Linked DNA regions of Gossypium hirsutum: region 2 is linked to region 1. Evidence: chromatin contacts called from public Hi-C data. All regions are on one chromosome and are shown on one strand. Each heading gives the region's core, a stretch centred on a gene start, on an enhancer-like site or on the middle of the called end of the contact. The rest is flanking DNA. Distances are from core to core; before and after follow the strand shown.

Region 1 (3,702 bases), core at 773-3,272:
AATTTGAGAGTTTTTTGCTAAATTTTGAAGAAATTTTGTGTGAAATAATAGGAGGGGGTTTTTATACTTTTTTTTTTACCATTGGACCCCTCCCAAACATAAAAAAAAGCTGTTGGGGACAAAAACATGGAGCAAAACGCTCCCCTGAGGGAGTGTTTTTGCCACATCAGCAAAGCGTGTCCATGTCAGTGCGTTTTGTGCTGACATGGCAAAAACGCTCCCTAGGGGCGCAATTTGCTGAAAATTTCACCTTAAAACGCCCTACGTGGACGCGTTTTGCCTAAATTGGCCCCTTTTTTTGTAAATAATGCAAAAATTGGCCCATTTCCGTAAATATACTTGGAAATAGGCCTTTATAGGTAAATTAGTCCATTTATTTTCTATCATATTACTAAATTGAAATTTAAAAATAATTATAGTATAATAGTAGTTGCGATAATTACATATTTAAAAAATTTATAATTTAATATAAAATTATTATTTTAAAATTTTGGTTAAAATAATTATAATAAAAGAAAAAATTGACGTAAAAAAGTTTTCTCAATTACAATAATTAAAAAAAAATTTACTTGATATTTTTTGTGTGCTACATATTAATTATATATTATTTGCAAATTATTATAGTCAATTTATTGACTATTAAGAAAAAAAAAATAAAAATTGAAGAATGAAGAGTTTATTTTACAATATATCATATTTTTATTTTTTGTACAAATGATTTAATAAAATTTTTATTAGAAATATATTTAAATAACGTTTATTAGTTATTCTTTTAAATAATGATTAAATGAAGTAAAAGTTAATTTATATGTTGAAAATAATAACAATTTTTAATTATTATTTGAATTTTAAAATATTATTAAAAATATTAATTGAACTACAAAATATTAATATTTTAATATGATATTAAAAATATCTTCTTATTATATTTTAATTATTAAATAAATTAATATATTTTAATTATATTTAACAATTTGAATAATGAATTAAAAATTAATTACAATAATTAAAAATATATTATTTAAAAACTAATTAAAAAGTTAAAAGTGAAAAACCACATGAAACTAGTATAATTTTGGATATTTATTCTAAAACAGTAAATCTTTAAGCATTTGTTAAATATATAAATAAGATTTTTAATGTTGATGAACAACAGGTTATCTATGCTCAAGTTTTGAATGCAGTGATGAAAGTCTTGTCAGTTTATAATCTTCATTTTCCATTTCTCAAAGATTTAATCTGGTTTGGACCTTAAGCCCATAAGATCACATCAATGGAGTCCATACATACTTGGACCCAAAGCTTAAGCTTTTGGGTTCTTAACACCCTCATTCCATTGAGAAAACACGAAATTAGCTGATTAAATAATCTAAATAAAACTATTTTAATAAATATAAAAATTAAGGAAATTGTTTTCTCTTTTCTTTTTCTACTTTGGAACAATAATGTTTGGGGTGATATCAGTTTGGTTCCGTAGACTTTTTTTTGGATTTTTGAACTATTCATCGTGATTTAATTTGGTTCGATTTTCAGTTTTTCCATATCAATGCTTTGTTTTGAATTTCTAGACTTATTTTGACAAAATGAATTTTGTTTTATGCCTTTTAAAAATTATTTAACAAAAGCCTTTTTCATAAATATTTCTAAAACCAATAATTTTTGAAAATCTTTTAAATTACTTTCCTTATTAAATATAAAATATTTATTTTAATATCATAAAAAATTAAAATTAATTATATATTAAATAAAGATAGATTTCGGTCCAATTTCGGGTAGCTACAAGTTTTAAATTTACATTTCATAAATTGTACAAACATGTTGATTCAAGTCGATTTTTAGTTTTTCTTGCTCAAACCTAAATAATTTTTTGTTTTTTTTAAAAAAAAAACTATCCTCCTTTACACATGAAAAACCATCCATCTTTTTTTATTCAATGGCAAAGAGGAGGATGATGAGGCTTGCTGCTGTTCGAGTGGGTGGTAGGGTCACAAAAAAAAGTTCATGTGCGGTAAGAGGACCCACTTACAGCCGAATAATGGACACAAATACAAATGGAGGGCTTGTCCTCTTTCAAGGACATGTTGCTTGCATTCTGTAGTAGAAAAACGAATGTCTTGAAATCGAAAAGGGCAATGATATTGAAATGCTAGATGAGGATTTCATCATGGAAAATGTGGATGGTGTGCCATCAATCTCCTTCTTTGAAAGGGTACGTAATTTAGTCAAACAAAGTATGAGAAAGACGATCGTCATAAAATTGCTTGGACGAAAGATTGTATTTAGTGTGCTCTTGAACAAAATCCAGGCACTTTGGAAGCTAGTGAAGGGGTTACAACTCATAGATCTTGATAATGAATACTACATTGTGAAATTTAAATAAAAAATAGATTATTCAAATGTTTTATCAAGAGGGCCAAGGATAGTGTTTGGCCTCACTGTACAACCTTGTTATGAGGAGTCCTCTACTTTGAAACCTCATTCAAATCACGTGGTAGTGTGGATACGATTATCAGGCCTTTCCAGCTCTTAGTACAAAAGGAGTTTGATAAATGTCATTGGGGAATTGATATGGGAAATGATGAAAATATATAATAATATCGATAGCGTAATAAAGGGGAGATTTGTAAGGTTAGCAGTGTCATTTGATTTAAGTAAACGATCAGTTTTTAAAATTAAGATTAACAAATCGCTATAAATGGCTGAATTCGAATCTCTATCTAACATTTATTTACTTATGATCTTTACTATCACATGATAGATATCTATCCTCTTTGAAAGAGGAATGATAATCTTGATGATAAATTGAGAAGGAACATATGTCAACTTTGGAGAAGACAATATACCATTTGGAAATATACAACAATTATGGTCCTTGTCTAATGAAAGACTCCAACTCCTCCTAAGAAACGTCTTGAAATTAAGCTTGGAAATAAAGAAATTTCAAATGTAGGATCAAGGTTTAATAGTTTAGCTAATTATCAAGATGAAATTGGCGTTGAGAAAAAAAGGGGTAATATGGGGATTCCAATTTTATCCTTACAGGGGTAAGGTTCGGCTTATTGTATGGGTTGAGGTAAAACTAATAAGAGGCCCAATGATAACTCAAAAGGCAAGGCTATTCAGACTAGCAAAGGGTCTATTAATAAACAAGTTTCTCAAATGCATGGTACAAAGAATGTATAGATCTCAATTAAAGTTGGGCCAAGCAAGGTCAAGTGATGGAAAATACAAGTTCAACCTGTGGTCATTTATCCATTACTACTGCTCTAAAAAGTATTCGTGAAGAGAGCATTACACTATCAATTTTACAGCTTGTAAATTTGAAATTTCCCTCAACTCCTAAAAGACATTATGTTGTTATCATTGATGAAATCTCAAATCCTAACACAGTGCATGTAGAGGGGTGTTGGAAAAATCCATTTAGAAAACAATAGTTTTTAGGCATAGTTTAAATTTTTTTAATATGAGTTGTTGTAATATTTATAATAATAAATATTAACCGAAATATATTTGTGCTTTGTACGAGTCAATTTAAAGTCAATCCTGACTTTCTACCGAATGACCTTTTTTGCTAATCTCAAACCATGAACTACTTTGAGTGTGGGCTCAAAATATATTGAATTAGTCACACAATATGAAAAACTTTATTAACTTTCAGTAGAAAAGTTAATTCTCTTATTAATCGTAATTATACATTTTTTC
Region 2 (3,702 bases), core at 746-3,245, 250 kb after region 1:
GTAGTGTATTGTCTCCTCAATCGTAAACCAAAAAAGTCTAAGCGTTCTTGTTAAGATCTGGATCCTCGTGGGTCCCCAATCAGTGAGTTACTGCTACATGCATGTGCCTAAAGGCTGGGGCGATGCTTACCCCCCATGCTCATTCATTATCTTTCTACATTAACTTTTTTCTTGAAAGGTGATCACCACTACGTTAAGGACCTTTCACCCTTTACAATATATATATATATATAGCTTGCATGATTTCGTCATATTCATGCATTTAATATCTTTTATTTTATTCTATATCATCAACTTATCTCTATGTGCATGAACATTGATTTTCTAGGTTTCTGAACACTAGTATTATCAGACTACGCAGTATTAACATTTAATATACATTGAGGCTGATATATTAATGTATATGTGATAAACGAAACAAGTAGTTATTATATTATTATTATCTAATCTGTGGAATTCCTGGGGCAGGAAGTGCTGATGGGAAAAGCTGACTATTTCGAGTCTTTCAAGCAAAATGCTGATGGCTTTATTTGTTCTTTACTACCTGGAATGTCCCATCCTCAAGTTCAGTACTCTCCCGGTAATGTGCTTTCAACAATTTGATACTAAAAACAATAATAATAAGACATAGATCTCTGCTAATCATAGAAACTAACCCCTTTTTCACTGTTAAAAAATATAAAAAAGGTGGACTGATGTTCAAAACTGGAGGGAGTAACATGCAGCATGTAACGTCGTTGTCTTTCCTTCTTTTAGCCTATTCAAATTACCTAAGCCATGCTAACAAGGTAGTTCCATGTGGTGAATCATCAGCCTCCCCTGCCCTTCTCAAACACTTGGCCAAACGCCAGGTAGTATGACATTCTTGGTTTCTATTTAAATAAATCAAACAAAATCAACGGCTTTTGTTTTGTTGCTTCTATAATGAGAAGGGCCTCACGTGATTCTTGTCTGTGGTAAATTTAGGTAGACTACATTCTGGGGGATAATCCTTTAGGGATATCCTACATGGTTGGGTATGGTGCACGATTTCCTCGGAGGATTCATCACAGGGGCAGCTCACTGCCATCGGTCGCGGCCCACCCGGCTCGCATCGGTTGCAAAGCGGGGACTCGCTATTATCTAAGCCCAAACCCCAACCCCAATTTACTAGTGGGAGCAGTAGTGGGTGGGCCTAATGTGTCGGATGCCTTTCCAGATTCAAGGCCTTATTTTCAAGAGTCGGAGCCCACAACCTACATCAATGCGCCACTTGTTGGTCTCCTTGCATTCTTTTCAGCCCACCCTTGATTTTCCGCATATAGAGTAATTGTAATCAGTGATTTATCATTATCGTCATTGTGGAATCAAACGATTCCCAATTGAAAGCTACACAAAAAAGTGAGCGCCTTTTTATCTTTGTTGGGCTAAGTTTTAAGATTTATGCCTTTACCCAAAGCACCCATTTCTCCTATTGCTAATAATTTTGTACTCAAGTTCTAGTTATTGCCTTACATATATATAAATTCTATCTTCAAACATATTTTTAGTTTTAAAGCTTGATAATGAAAAGAATCGAGTTTAGATATAAATAAGCTAAACAAATTTAACAATTTATTCATGGACGAGAGTGAAAGTTTTGAAATTTTTTTTTATTTTTTAAGGTGAGTTGGAATCCAATTGATGAGGGATATCAATTCAATAAAAAGCTTTATAAATTGTATAGATTTCACATTAGTTATATCATATGCCTATATATATATTATATTCAAACATATAAGTTAAATTTTACAAGTAGTCGGGTGACACAACTCAATAAATTTTTTTATAAATTGTATAATTTCATATCAATTATACCATATGCCTATATATATTATATTCAAGCATATAAATTTTGGAGTTCTTTATTCTCATTTAATTGACTAAAAACAACACCAATGGTTAATATTTATTGTGAACTTCTTGTGATCAAGATGATGACACAAATATGCAAGAAAGCGGTGAACCACTCATCTTTCTAAAATTTAGATGTTCATTGATTATGGATTTTGACATTTTCTGTTATACTTTTTTGAAAATGAATGAACCACAAGACGCTAGAAAGAAGGTGGAGTCTATAGACAGTGGAAATTAAAGATTCCTTCCAATTCCAAACCATTTGTTTCTCATTTGTCAAGTTTATTATTTTTATTGCAATACATTGGTATTCTTCCAAGAAAGAGGAAGTAAAAGAAAGTTGTTTCAGATTATTGTTTTGTTTGGATTGTAATATCTGAAAAAAAACAACGTGTTTGTTGCAATGGATACGTTGGGACTTCTCAGAATTAGGGTCCGAAGAGGCTACAATCTTATTGTTCGTGATAAGATAGCGTCTAGCAGTGATCCATATGTTGTCATCACCACCACTCAACAGGTTTGTTGTGTTTCCTTCATCCCTTCTCAAATTAGGAGAAATTTGATTATGTTATCTTGGAAAAAATTCTCAAAATTTACAATCAAGTACTCTAGAGTTTTATTTCCCAAATGAGTGAACTCAAGTATATGTTAAAATCGGTTGCTATTGTATTACCCAGAGCGCTCCTTTTTTTTCTCTAGAACTAGTTGACAATTGCCTATTGTTATTTCACAAATGAGCGCTCATATCTCAACTTAAGCCTCTTGTTTTCATAAATTTTTATATTTTTTTTTATAATTTCCAATGTTTTTTACAACATTTTTTTTTAAATATTACTCTTTTTTTTTGTTTTGCTTCACACACGGTCGTACATCATACCTAAATCTATTCCTATTAACTTCCCTCTCATCACGTCTTCTCAACTAAAATAATTACTCACCACTCATCTTCAATCACCAAACACTAAATTCATTGCCTCTCGGACCTCTTATTCAACACCCTATACAAGTCTATCACCATCACAATTCAATTTCACCATTAAAACCAAATCCAAGCACTCCAAATAACAAAAATTTTCTATAATTTTATTACATATTTATAATTTTTATAACTTTTTAATACTTTTAATAAGTTTTTATAACTTTTTAAAATAAATTTATATATTTTTATATAATTTCTTATTGTTTTATTTTTTTATAAGTTCTATAATTTTATATTATTTATATAATAGTTTGATATCTTTTTCATAACATATTAATGATATTTTATAATTTTTATAATTTTTTAATATTTAATAACAATTTTTCTATAATTTTTATATTTTCCAAGAAAAAATTATAAGATTTAACAATTTTAAAACTTAAATAATTAAAAATAAATTAAGCCCATGTAAAATGATTAAGATCAATTAAGCCATCCATGTTACCATTTTTTTCACCTCAAATGCCATGTTAGTCACCACCATCATTATTTTTACATATCAATTACCACATTAGCACTCAATGGTCCATTAAGGGCTTGACAGAAAACCATATTCTAATGGCTTAATTGATTGCTAACTTTTGATTAAGGACTCAATTGATTGCACTTTCTGACAAAAGACTCAATTCATTTTTTTAAATTATTTTAAAAGAGCTTTTTTAATACTTTAGCCTTATAGTTATAATTAATTGTGGGTTGGAAACTGAAATATATCTAAGCTTAGGTCGAAGTAAATGTGGACATGACCCACATTTAAGTTTAGAATAATCTAGGAGAGAATCGACGTATAACATTTGTACATGGTAGAACTTGAACTTGGGAAAATCTCAATCACATAATATTGCCAC

The links. A called contact is a pair of places that touch in the nucleus more often than the background predicts.
Region 2: a contact with region 1 is called in a Hi-C map of leaf, with 4 times the contacts expected there. The contact joins the promoter of LOC107909900 here to the enhancer-like site in region 1. A contact is called at or near these places in 2 of 34 Hi-C or Micro-C datasets (both in leaf).

Annotation. Positions count from the first base shown.
Region 1 is chrD02:53,560,674-53,564,375 of Gossypium_hirsutum_v2.1, forward strand. No RefSeq gene overlaps it. Among protein-coding and RNA genes, the nearest start is that of LOC121214713, 18 kb to the right of the region's middle. Within about 2 kb of position 2,023, at least 1 of the 9 cell types and tissues checked has an H3K27ac peak or open chromatin away from gene starts, as enhancers often do. A contact at or near this core is called in leaf, where this site is marked.
Region 2 is chrD02:53,806,930-53,810,631 of Gossypium_hirsutum_v2.1, forward strand. It overlaps LOC107909900 (protein C2-DOMAIN ABA-RELATED 9), which reads left to right and starts at 1,996. Exons shown (of 3, transcript XM_016837599.2): 1 at 1,996-2,392. The coding sequence starts at 2,279. LOC107909898 (endoglucanase 8-like) reads left to right here. Exons shown (of 7, transcript NM_001327026.1): 5 at 469-580; 6 at 688-851; 7 at 967-1,290. The coding sequence ends at 1,290.